Linked DNA regions of Gossypium hirsutum: region 2 is linked to region 1. The links are chromatin contacts, called in public Hi-C maps. All regions are on one chromosome and are shown on one strand. The core of a region is the stretch at or near the end of the contact, and the rest is flanking DNA. Distances in the headings are between cores, read along the strand shown.

Region 1 (6,217 bases), core at 176-2,675:
TTTAATTGAATATTTATTGAATCCAAGTTGTAAGTTATTGGTTAGAAGTTCACTTTCTTTTGGATTAGTTTGAGTTCAAATTGTTAAAAAATATAAATATCACATATATAACAAGAGTAATTACATATAAAAATTGATCAAATTTGGTTAAGATTTATTGAGCTTTAGTTATTAAATAAAGTATGAACCAAATATGTGTAGATACTTTAGTAATTAATTTTTAATTGATGATGGGCTGATTAAAAATTAGGGTTAATGTGCAAAAGTTATATATATTAGAGTTATGATCCCCAAATTACACATAGATAACTTTTCTAATATCTAATCTTTAGAAAAGAGAGAGTCTCCTTCTCAAAATTACTTGTATGCTATTTTGGAACATCAAAATCACAATACTTGAAAAATTCAAGAAATCCATGACTTCAAGTATGCTTTCGCATCTAGTTTTTTTTTGATTTATTCTTAATGATTTAATATGACAGATTCTGATTTATTAATATTTATTTTAGATTTTAATGTTGTGGCAAAATATATATTAACTCTTTTTTTTTAAATAAGGTTAATGATTTAACTAATCGTTGAACTAATAAAAATACCATCTTTAGAAAAAAGAGTTTAGATAATATTTATGATTAAAAATTAAATACTAAGTATAATTCAAATATCAATATATAAGTTAAACCTTTTATAAAATTCAAAATAAATTAAAAAAAATGGAAATGTGTTGATGTACATTGTTTTTCTTACCATGTCTGGTAGGGGGAATGTTATTCCCCAAATTCATTGAATGTAATATTCGTTTATTTTGTTTATTTGGTTGAGTGTAATATTCATTCAATAAAATGATCATTACTTCTATATTACTTGTCTTCTAGTAATAGTTATTCTTTGGTATCACCAAATCAAAGAATGACTATTCAATTCTACATTGAATAACAAAATAATAATAATTTCCAGATTAGTCCTTTAGAACTTGGAATTTGAAAATAAGATATTCGAAATATTTTAATATAATTTAATATAAAATATTTAATTTCAAAATATAATTTAAAATAAAATATTTGAATATAATTATATTAAAATAATTATATTAAAAATATTATTAAATTATTTTTTTTATTTTTATCAAATTATAATTAATAATAATTATATTAAAATATGACTAAATTATTTTTTATTAAATTATTTTTAATAATAATCCTATTAAAATTTAATAACAATAACAATAATTACCTACAAAAAAATTTATGCTAAGGGTACTCTAATCATTTTAATTTTTTTTATTATACTATTACAACATCATTCCATTCAACCAAACACAAGAATACTATTAGAGGGCGTTTGGTTGGGGGAGTAGGCATGCATTCCCCCCTATACAGCGGGCCCACAACCAAACGGCTGTTTGGTTCACTGTAATAACATTACATCCCGAATCGGTTACTATCCTATTACTCCCATTGCCCGTAATAGCTATTACGCCCCCTCAGCGCCGATTAGGGATTCCGCCCGCTTTTCATCTTTTCTTTTCTATTTTCTGCCCTTATCAAGCTTCCGATTCTCCCAAGTTTCCCTTCCAGAGGTAATTTCTTTTCCCTTCCATCGATTCTGCCATCTATTCTTCTCGTTCGTTTCTTTTATTTTCTTCATGGATTATCTCTGTTGTTGTTGTTATTTTCTTTATGGATTATCTCATTCGGTTCTGCCATCGGTTCTTCTCGTTTTATTTTCTTTTATTTTCTTCATAGATTATCTCTGTAATTTCTTTTCCCTTCCATCGGTTCTGCCATCGGTTCTGCCGTCGCTTAATCAACCGACTTCAGTAATTCTCAAGAAAGGCTTTTATGAGGGGGTGTTTGAAGCAACATTTTTGGAGGCATTAATAATACGTTCAATCTTGGGAACCAACGCAGTTTTTAATCTGATATTTCCAGTTTTCTTTATAAACAATTTTCGCCATTTTTTTCTCAACTAACCCGTGGAAAATCTCTCCCAAATTCACCTAATACCCAGATTCCAACTCTTATTTTTGATAAAAATCATGGAGGCAGCATCTTTATCTGGAGTTCTTTCATATATCAAACTCTGTGGTTCCAGTCTCTGCTATTCTGATGATAGATTTTCAAGGTAATCCTTTTATTTTCTTTAAACTATTAATTAGAGGTTTATGCTTTATAGTTTTTTTCTGAATGGGTTTTTTTTAACTTTATAGAACCTAAGATTGTTCTTAGCTCTTCTTTTTGTGAATCAAAGATGAAATTCTTGGATTTGTCCATTTCTTTATATTGTTTTTTTTCTGGTGATTCATCAGGGCAGACGCATTGCGTCTTTCTCACGACATTCATCTAATGGATTCAATGGTGTGAATAAACCTTTATCTAAAGCCCTTATCAAAGGACCCTTTCTCAGTGATGGCCTAATTCAGAGGAGAAATCTGCATTTGCAAGCAATTTGCAGGGTGGGGGTTTACACCTTAGGTGAAAATGATGTTGTGGAATCTCATCACTCACATGCCATGGAGGAAAAAATTGGGGTTCTTCTTTTGAACCTTGGAGGGCCAGAGACACTTAAAGATGTTCAACCTTTTCTATATAACTTGTTTGCTGATCTTGTACATTATTTTGCTTGTTCTTTTTTTGTTTTGTGTGTGTGTATTTCATATGAACATTTGTGGGTTTCAAGTTACAATGGTGTTGAGGTGATGATGTTTCTTTGTGCAGGATATAATACGGTTGCCTGGGCTGTTTAAGTTACTTCAACGGCCATTGGCGAAGCTAATATCTGTTCTTCGAGCTCCGAAAAGTGAAGAAGGGTATGCTGCCATTGGTGGCGGCTCACCTTTGCGTAAAATAACCGATGAACAGGTAAAATCAAGTCCCTTGATTGTAGAAATTTGCTTGTTACTTTGTCCTGAGCTAGTAGCTTGAAAATGAACTATTGTACTTTTATATGGATATTTTTTTCCAAAACGAACCATGCTGTGCTTTGGGGAAACTGGCAAGTATATTTATAGTTTAAAGAACTCGTTGCAGGCAAATGCTCTTCGAATGGCTTTGGAGGCAAATAATGTGAATGTCAGTGTGTATGTTGGAATGCGATATTGGTATTCATTCACAGAGGAGGTCATTGAGCAGGTTCGTCTCTTGATAGCCTAAGAAATTTGCATGTGTTTTGAACTTGTATGATACCATATACGGAGAGTGAGCTCTTTCTGTTGTGCTTTTGTTGATATTTAATGTGGTTGTTAAGTTGATTAAATCCTTACATGAGGGATACTCTTATTTGGTTATGCCTTTGAAGAACTTTATACCTCATATATTAATTTGGAATTCTCTGTGTAGCATTGAATGATCTATCTTCAAATTCAATTCGGGTTATATACTGATTACCGATAAGCATTTATTATGTGCAACACAGATTAAGCTAGACAGGATAAAAAAGCTTGTTGTGTTGCCATTATATCCTCAGTTCTCCATTTCCACAACTGGAAGAGATTGACATGGAATATAAGCACTTAGCTCTTGAATCCGGAATCGAGAATTGGGGTCGTGTTCCTGCCCTCCGCATGTATGGTAGTGAAAATACAATATGGTAGTTCTTTGCACTATGTAGACGCATGGTTATAGTGAAGTTGTTATTCTTGTATGGTATCTCATTGATTTTGTATATATATTCTCTTAGACTTCTGTATATTTTGAAAAACCGCACATCTATAAGGACCTAAATATCTAAAAGTTTTAATTTTAGGTTGATACATTGTTGGACGGTATCAAATGGGATGACAAAGGTTTAGCAGTGGCTATAGCTCAAAATGTTGACACTGGAGCCATATTAATGCAAGGCTTTGTGAACAGGGGTGCACTAGCTACAACTATCACTTCTAGGAAGGCAATGTTCTTCAGTCGATCACGGGCAACATTATGGACAAAAGGAGAAACTTCCAACAATTTCATCAACATTTATGACAAAAGGAGAAACAAGTTATGCGTGCAATTTAGTTGGAGAGGTTTTTTGTTAGGTCATGTAAGACTTTTGTTGGTTAAACTATTAGAAATTCAAGAGCAAATTGGGTCCTCTAATATAAAAATGAGCATAATTCGTTTTGAAGCAAACAAGTAACTTTTGAATAGTTTTAATATTTTTCTTATCTAAATGCTCGTGGAAAAAATTGAAAATAAACATGTCTAAAAGTTTAATCATAAAAAAATCATCTTTCTACAGAAAATACAAAAAAAAAGTTAAAATGAAAGAAGAAAACAACATTGAAGACCAAAATTGCTACAATTCAAAACTAGAAACAAAAATGAAATTGAGAAAATAAAATTTACTTTCTAAATTTTAGAATTCGAAATTGTTGATGCACAAGTAATAGAATCTTAATTTGTCAATGGACAGAAAATCACTGATGAGATGAGTTGAAAGGTGCTTTACGGTCGAAAATGGAATACATAATTGGGAGTATGAAGAAAAACCCTAATTCATTATGTTGTTAAACAAATTGAACTTGGGTTGCTGATGGTAAAGTAACAATCATAAAATCATTATTCAAAGTCAAGTTCAAATATTTTAATATTTGATAGAAGAAATTGATAAAGTTTGTTGATACAATCATAAAAATATTTAATACTAAGAATTTTATTAAATTATATATTTTTTGTTAAATTATATTTAATAATAATTATTTTAAATTATATTTTATAGTATTATATATTATGATTTTAGTAAATTCATATATTTTATTAAATTATATATTTTTATTAAATTATATTTAATAATAATTATGTTAAAATATGATTAAATTATTTATGATTTATATTAATAATCTTATTAAAAATTAATAACAATAACAATAATCATCTACCTAAAAAAATTTCTGCTAAGAGTATTCTAGTCATTTTAGTTTTTTCCTTATACTATTACACCTCTATTCTATTCAACCAAACACAAGAATATCATTACGCCTCTATTCCATTCTATTCAACCAAACAAAAGAATTACCTATTACGCCTCTATTCCATTACGCATCTATTCCATTACACTTCTATTCCATTACAGCGAACCAAACGTGCTGTTACAGTTCTATTTCATTCCATTCAACCAAATAGTTGAATTATTTATTACAACTCTATTATATTACAACTCTATTCCATTATAGCTCTATTCTATTACAGCGAACCAAACGTAGTGTAAAAATTTTGAGTGGCTCAAAGTTTTAGGAAGGGAAAGAATTATGCCTAGTTGTAAAATGGTTGATGATTTTCATCGTTAAACTAAATTGATGGACATGACATGTGGTAATTTCAAGTTTGATAGTAAAATTATAAACAATCTGAAAAAAGAGTTATTAAAAATTAAAAATATTTAAAAATAATAAAATTGATATATCTTATAAAAATAATAAAAACTTATAAATATTATAAAAATAAAAATATAATAAATTCTAACAAATTATAAAAAAAATTATAAAACTAATAAACATATTTAAAATTTTTAAAATTTTATAAAAACGTAAAAAAATCTTAAAAACTTATAAAAAAATTAAAAATCATAAAAAGTATTAAATATTATTTAATGTTAAAAATATTAAAATTCATATAAACTTATAAAATTTATTTAAAAATCATAAAAACTTATAAATATTATAAAAAATTCTAATAATTTATTAAAACTTTATGAAATTATTAAAATATATTTAAAAAATCATAAAACTTATAAATATTATAAAAAATTCTAATAATTTATTAAAACTTTATAAAATTATTAAAATATATTTAAAATTTTATAAAAGATTTATAAACATTCATAAAAATTTATAAAAATAATAAATTATAAAAAATGTTATTTAAACCACTGTATAATGGAAATTGTCATCTGATCGTTAGGGTCAATTTCATGTTGAATACAATGTTCTCGATCTTTCATAAATAAATCAATAATGTGGGACCCTCTCCTTTTTATTGATAAACTGTTATTTTTTATTTTAAAAATTTTTATCTCTAATTTTTTTAAGTACAATATAGTAGTTTGGACCTTGAAAAGTTAAAAAATATTTGCTAAATATTGTATGATAAAGTATTTTTTGGTGTCGTTAGATACTATAAAACAAAAATTTTATTATTCAATTATTAACATGTGTCATGGTGAAATATTCAAACCAAGGTTTTCAGAATCAGACTGGTGGTTAAACTAGTTAGGCCATCAATTTGTTAGTTTGATTGAT
Region 2 (6,238 bases), core at 3,668-6,167, 200 kb after region 1:
AAATACATGGATATGATTTGTACATGTTATATGGACACATGATGTGGAAAGTATATGTATATGGAAATTTGATTATTGTTGAGCTCATACAAGTTTCTTGATATTCATATAAAATACATGACTAACATGGTTGATGAGGATAAGTGTTTAGGCTATTGGCCAAATTGCTTTGGATATATCTTGTTTGCTTACCTTAAATGTGAATAAATGGTAAGTTAAATTCCATGTTATATGAACTTACTAAGCTTAAATGCTTCCTCTGTTTTATTTCTCCTATTTTATAGTAGCTCAAAAGCTCGTTAAAGTTGGGAGCTGGTCGGAGAAACATCACACTATCTATCGACCCATTTCGGTATATATTGTAAATCCATTTTGGTTATAATGACATGTATAGGTTCATTTGGCCAATGATGGCATACAATTGTTTTTGTTGTGATTAGCCATTTGAATGGCTTGAATTTGATGTATACAAATGTGAATGATGGATAATTCATAAGCATATTGATGGTTGGATTAGATTGGTATATTAGGTATAAATATGCTTATATGTGTATTTGGTTAATTTGGTAAATATGGATTCTTGGATATATGTGATGATATGTTATGTTTAAGACTTGATTTTATCTTGTTTTAAGTAGTTTTATATGGCTTGATGATATGCAAAAATGTTGATGTAGGTTGAAGACTAATTGGGTGAGAAATGTGGCTAGAAAAATGACATATTTCGTCCACACGGGCAGAGACACGGGCGTGTGTCTTAGCTGTGTGTGACACACGGCCAAGTGACACGGTCGTGTGTCCCCTGTATCTTTTAATTAGTGCAAAACAAAATGCTCACACGGCCTAGCACACGGGCGTGTGGCTTGACTGTGCAACCTAAGTCAGAGAGTTCATAAGTTTGGACACGGGCTGGGACACAGCCGTGTGTCCCTACTTCGAATGTTCACACGGCCTGAGACACGGACGTGTTTCTTAACAATGTGAGACACACGGCCTGGCCACACGGGCGTATGTCCCCTGCACCTTCGAAAAATTTTAATGTTTTCTAAAAAATTCTCTAAGTACCTGGTTTAGTCCTGACTTAATTCTAATATGTATCTTGGGCCTCGAGGGCTCACATAAGGGATAATATGATTGATTTTGATTTGTTTCTGACATGAATGCTAGTTGATATGAAATGTCTGCTATTTGATCTGTAAATTTCGGTAATGCTTAATAACCTTGTTTCGGTGATGGATATGGGTTAAGAGTGTTACATTATTGCTCAAATTTAATAAAAAAATCCAAACATAGTCAATTCAATTTATGGTTAACAAATACGTCATTTCTCAGATCATATATGAGCTTATGTATGCTCCAATACTATCCAGAATTTAACTAGGATTAATTTGTAACATTTTCAAAATTTCAGTTCAATTATAAATCAAAACAATTCATAGCTCAATTTAGTTATCATAAATCAATAGTCAATCATTATTTATAACATATATGTGAAAATGGAACTTAAATTGGGTTTACGGAACCTTAAAAATAGTTTGGAAACAACAGGGACTAATCTGAAACAAAATAGAAAAACGTAGAAAAATTTGAAAACAGGGGTCACACGGCCGTGTGACAGAGCCCAGGCTGTGTGGCTCAGGAACATGGTCATGTGGCCAACCGTGTACATATATGAGCTTATGTCTGCTCTAATACTATCCAGAATTTAACTAGGATTAATTTGCAACATTTTCAAAATTTCAGTTCAATTATAAATCAAAACAATTCATAGCTCAATTTAGTTATCATAAATCAATAGTCAATCATTATTCATAACATATATATGAAAATGGAACTTAAATTGGGTTTACGGAACCTTAAAAATAGTTTGGAAACAACAAGGACTAATCTGAAACAAAATAGAAAAACGTAGAAAAATTTGAAAACAGGGGTCACACAACCGTGTGACAGAGCCCAGGCTGTGTGGCTCAGGAACATGGTCGTGTGGCCAACCGTGTACAATTCGAAGTGAGGGGCACACAACTGTGTCTCCAGGCCGTGTAACAACCTGATGCCATGTGGAAAAACCTACACCTAAAAATTAATAAGACACACGGCTGTATGAAGAGACTGTTATTTTGTGAAAATGAAAAAGTGAAAGGATAGAAGCAATATGGAGGTAGGGACGGAAAAGGGTGGTGAAAGCTTGGTCAACTGTGACTAGGTTCAATGAACCACAATAAAATGCAAGATATAAAGTTTTGACAAGGGAGGGAGACATGAAGTGAAATGAGGATCATGTTACCTCAACATATGGTAAGTTTGACTCATAAAGAGGGAAAGGAATCCTTCTAAAGATGGTAACAATGGGGTGGACGACAAGCACATTATGCACATGGACATTGTGTTAAAAAATTAAATAAAAAGATGAAAAGATAAAAGTAATAGGGAGGTAGGGACGGAAAAGGGTGGTGAAAGCTTGGTTAACTGTGAGTAGGTTTAATGAACCACAATAAAATGCAAGATATAAAGTATTGACAAGAGAGGGAAACATGGAGTGAAATGGAGAATCATCCTAAAGATGGTAAGTTTGACTCATAAAGAGAGAAATGAATCCTCCTAAAGATGGTAACAATGGGGTGGACAACAAGAACATTATGCATATGGAAATTGTGTTAAAAAAATTAAATAAAAAGATAAAAACAAGGGAGACTTGAACTTAATACATCTAAGGTAGCTTAAGAGCACTTAACCACTTAACCACCACACTTCGTTATTTTAATTCTTACCACATTTATTTTAAAAATATGGTGTGGCCTTTTATTATAAACTTAAATTTTAGTAATGAATATCAATAGCAATATATTATAACAATTATAAAAATCCTAAAAATTGACATGTTAGCATTTAAATTATCACCATCATAGAGACAATCTCAATATCCTTTTATTATTTAGATTTGTCACGATCATCAATCTGGCATGCCAAATTTGATTCACCATCATTTTATATTCGTTTCCATATTGTCTCTCTTTCGCTTGATGGAATCTTGATAGAGTTTGACTAAATGTTTAGGCATATGACAGGTGCGTAACCAATGGCCTTTGATAACTTAAGTTATTCCACTCTATATAGGGTTCTCTTGGAAATTCTTATTTCTTTTTCCTATCTTTATTTTTCCACTTATAATGGTGAAAAGAATTATTATAACCATTTCTTTTACCTTGCCTAGAACAGGTTATAAAATAACAAGAAAGGGTTAAAAAAAGAGACAAAAAGGGTTTTTTTAGAGAATTTTGAGAGGAATTTTCTTTTTTCATGAGGATCATGCTGACAATGTGTTATGAAATAAATAAATAATAAAAAGAGTAAATGAGCAAGAAATATGTTAGTAAAAGAGAGCATATTTTATTAATTTATCTGATAGTTACAATGTTTCTCTAAAGTCTATATTTATAGATATAAGAAGTATAAAACTCTATTTCTATTTAGACCTGTCCATGGGTCGAGCCGAGACAGATTCAGGTTGGGCCTTGCCAAAATTTTAGGCTCGGGCTTGGCTCAACCTAAAAATGGGCCTAAAACTTTGACCAAGTTCGAGCCGAATAAAAATGCTAAAAACATGGGTCCGGCCCGATCGAATTAATTTTTTACATTATTTTTTTATAAAAAATTTTAAAATATAATACATCAAAAATACTAAAAACATTCAAATAAATGTTTCCCAACAAATTGAAAATAAATTAAAAAAATATTCATACTTAAATAATAGTAAGATAGGTGTAACTTAACAAGCAAATGTCTCTAAAACAGTAACAAAATTAACAATAAAATAAGAGTTATACAATACGCAAACGATAATAACAAAATAATAGTAATATAATAGTGAAATGGTAGTAAAACAGTGAAAAACAACAAGAAAACAATAATAAAATAGCATTTTTTTGTCTTTTTGCTAATTTGGGCTGAGCTCGAGCCAAAAGAGCCTTACCTGAGGCCCAACTCAATTTTTAAATGGGCATTATTTTTTTTGTCCAAGCCCATTTTTCGAACTTATATTTTTACCGAAACCCTTCCACTTTTTTAGCATACCTTCGAGCCGGCTCAGGTGGCCTGACCCATGAACAGGTCTACTTTTAATAAACATTAGAGTCATAATATACGTCAAACTTATCTTGATTTTGATGAACATCCACCTAATAATAAAATATTTATAACAAAAACAACATATTTAAACAATTTATATTTAAAAAAAATATTTTTAAAAGAATATAATTTTTATATTTTTAAAATGAATTTATAAAAAAATATATTTTTGAAAGGAATATAATTTTCAATAAAAATGTTATATATTTCCAAATATTCTACGAAAAAGAAGAATAGCTCGTAAGGCCGTCACCTACCTGGTCAAATGTCAACAAACAATCACGTGGTAGCCCTTGATTGGGCAACATGCCACATCAACATAAAATATGACGTAATCAAGGTTAGGTACCGAAATATTTAACGAAAAAAATACATGTATGAAATTGGACATTTTGAAAATATGTGTCACATTAGAACAAACCTAAAGTACAAGGGCCTTTCTTGCCATTATCCCATTTTAAAAATATAAAAAGTATAGATACTAAAAATAATCAAATTGAAGAATAGAGATTAAATTCACAACTTACGCATAATATAGGACTAATAGCTTAATTTGACCTAAGGGACTCAATTTATATCATTTGGGTCAACTGGAAGTTTAAAATTTAAAAAGTACAACAATAAAAATTGGCCAAATTAAAGTAGCTGAACTAATTCCACAACTAACACATAATGCAGGGACTAATAACAGAATTTAACATATATTCATTGGTAAGTTGAGACTGAAGGCCCAATCTTGACCAAATCAAAGGGCCCAAATATAAGAAAATCCATAAAGCGCAAAAATATGATGGAAGCGGATTCCTCCTAACGCGACCTCCCTCTCTGCCTGTCTGTTATTCAAATCTCCGACCAAGGTAATTTACTTAACTAGGGTTTTCAAGTTTTTAGAACTTTTTGGCGGTTTAATCTTTGGCCCTTTTTCTTACTGCTTTTTTCAGGATTCTTCTGATCCCTAATTTAATTCTTTTGCAATTTTTCTTGATTATTTATTTTGTTTCTGCATCTTGCTGAAATACAGTCTGTGTTTCAGTTATATCTTCCATATAGTTTCCTATAAAACTATACATGTCTTATGTAATCTGAAAACTTTGAATATATTAGCAAGTATATGTAAAAATTTGAGGCAAAAGAAATTCTTGATTTGAATTACTTTCTTAATTTATGAACAGTGAGATTTCAAGGAACTGCAGCTTAGCGAGCTGCGGTCTAAACCCAGTTTTGTATTAAGAGTAAGAATAAGACTTTAAAAAAAGATGGCATTGGTGGTAATTTGTGGGCAGCCGTGCAGTGGGAAGTCGACAGCTGCGAAATGTCTAGCTGAAGCTCTGAATGAATCAGAGTGCAAACAGACTGTAAGGATCATCGATGAGACTTCATTTCATCTTGATCGTAATCAGAGCTATGCTAATATGCCATCAGAGAAGAATTTACGGGGAGTGCTTAGGTCCGAAGTTGATAGGTCTGTCTCCAAAGATAATATCATTATAGTTGATTCTTTGAACAGTATCAAGGGTTATCGATACGAGTTGTGGTGTTTGGCTCGTGCTGCTGGGATAAGGTACTGTGTGTTGTACTGTGATGTTGGAGAATCGCACTGTAGGAAATGGAATGAAGAGCGTCGGGAGAAGGGAGAGGCTGCATATAATGATGTGATATTTGAGGATTTAGTTAGAAGATTTGAGAAACCGGATAGAAGAAATCGTTGGGATTCGCCTTTGTTCGAGCTATGGGCTCATAATGATGGAGTGGAGAGATCTTCTATTGCCATTGTAGATGTGGTTTTGTATTTGACAAAAAAAGCAGACTCGAAATCTCGGGATGTTAAGATTTTGCAGCCAACCATTGCCACACAAAATACCCGGTTTTCAGAGGCAAATTCACTGTATGAGATGGACAGAGCCACGCAGGAGGTGATTAATGCTATTGTGGAAGCACAATCCCAGTCAATTGGAGGACCTCTTGCCAATATCTCCATTGGTCAAGGTTTACCGAATATCGATATTTCTAGATCGGTTGGGTTGCCGGAGCTACGGAGATTACGGAGAACATTCATCAAGTTAACAGGACAAACAAGTTTGAGTGGACGACCTCCCCCTTCCGATTCCAACAG

What was found. Hi-C and Micro-C count contacts between places; a contact is called where the count stands out from the background.
Region 2: a contact with region 1 is called in a Hi-C map of leaf, with 1.8 times the contacts expected there. The contact joins the promoter of LOC107910137 here to the promoter of LOC107910123 in region 1. A contact is called at or near these places in 3 of 34 Hi-C or Micro-C datasets (all in leaf).

The regions. Positions count from the first base shown.
Region 1 is chrD02:46,045,770-46,051,986 of Gossypium_hirsutum_v2.1, forward strand. It overlaps LOC107910123 (ferrochelatase-1, chloroplastic), which reads left to right and starts at 1,426. Exons shown (of 6, transcript XM_041088576.1): 1 at 1,426-1,579; 2 at 1,746-2,124; 3 at 2,309-2,608; 4 at 2,718-2,861; 5 at 3,030-3,131; 6 at 3,745-4,144. The coding sequence starts at 2,513. The coding sequence ends at 4,116.
Region 2 is chrD02:46,244,565-46,250,802 of Gossypium_hirsutum_v2.1, forward strand. It overlaps LOC107910137 (protein KTI12 homolog), which reads left to right and starts at 4,918. Exons shown (of 4, transcript XR_005910270.1): 1 at 4,918-4,982; 2 at 5,298-6,238.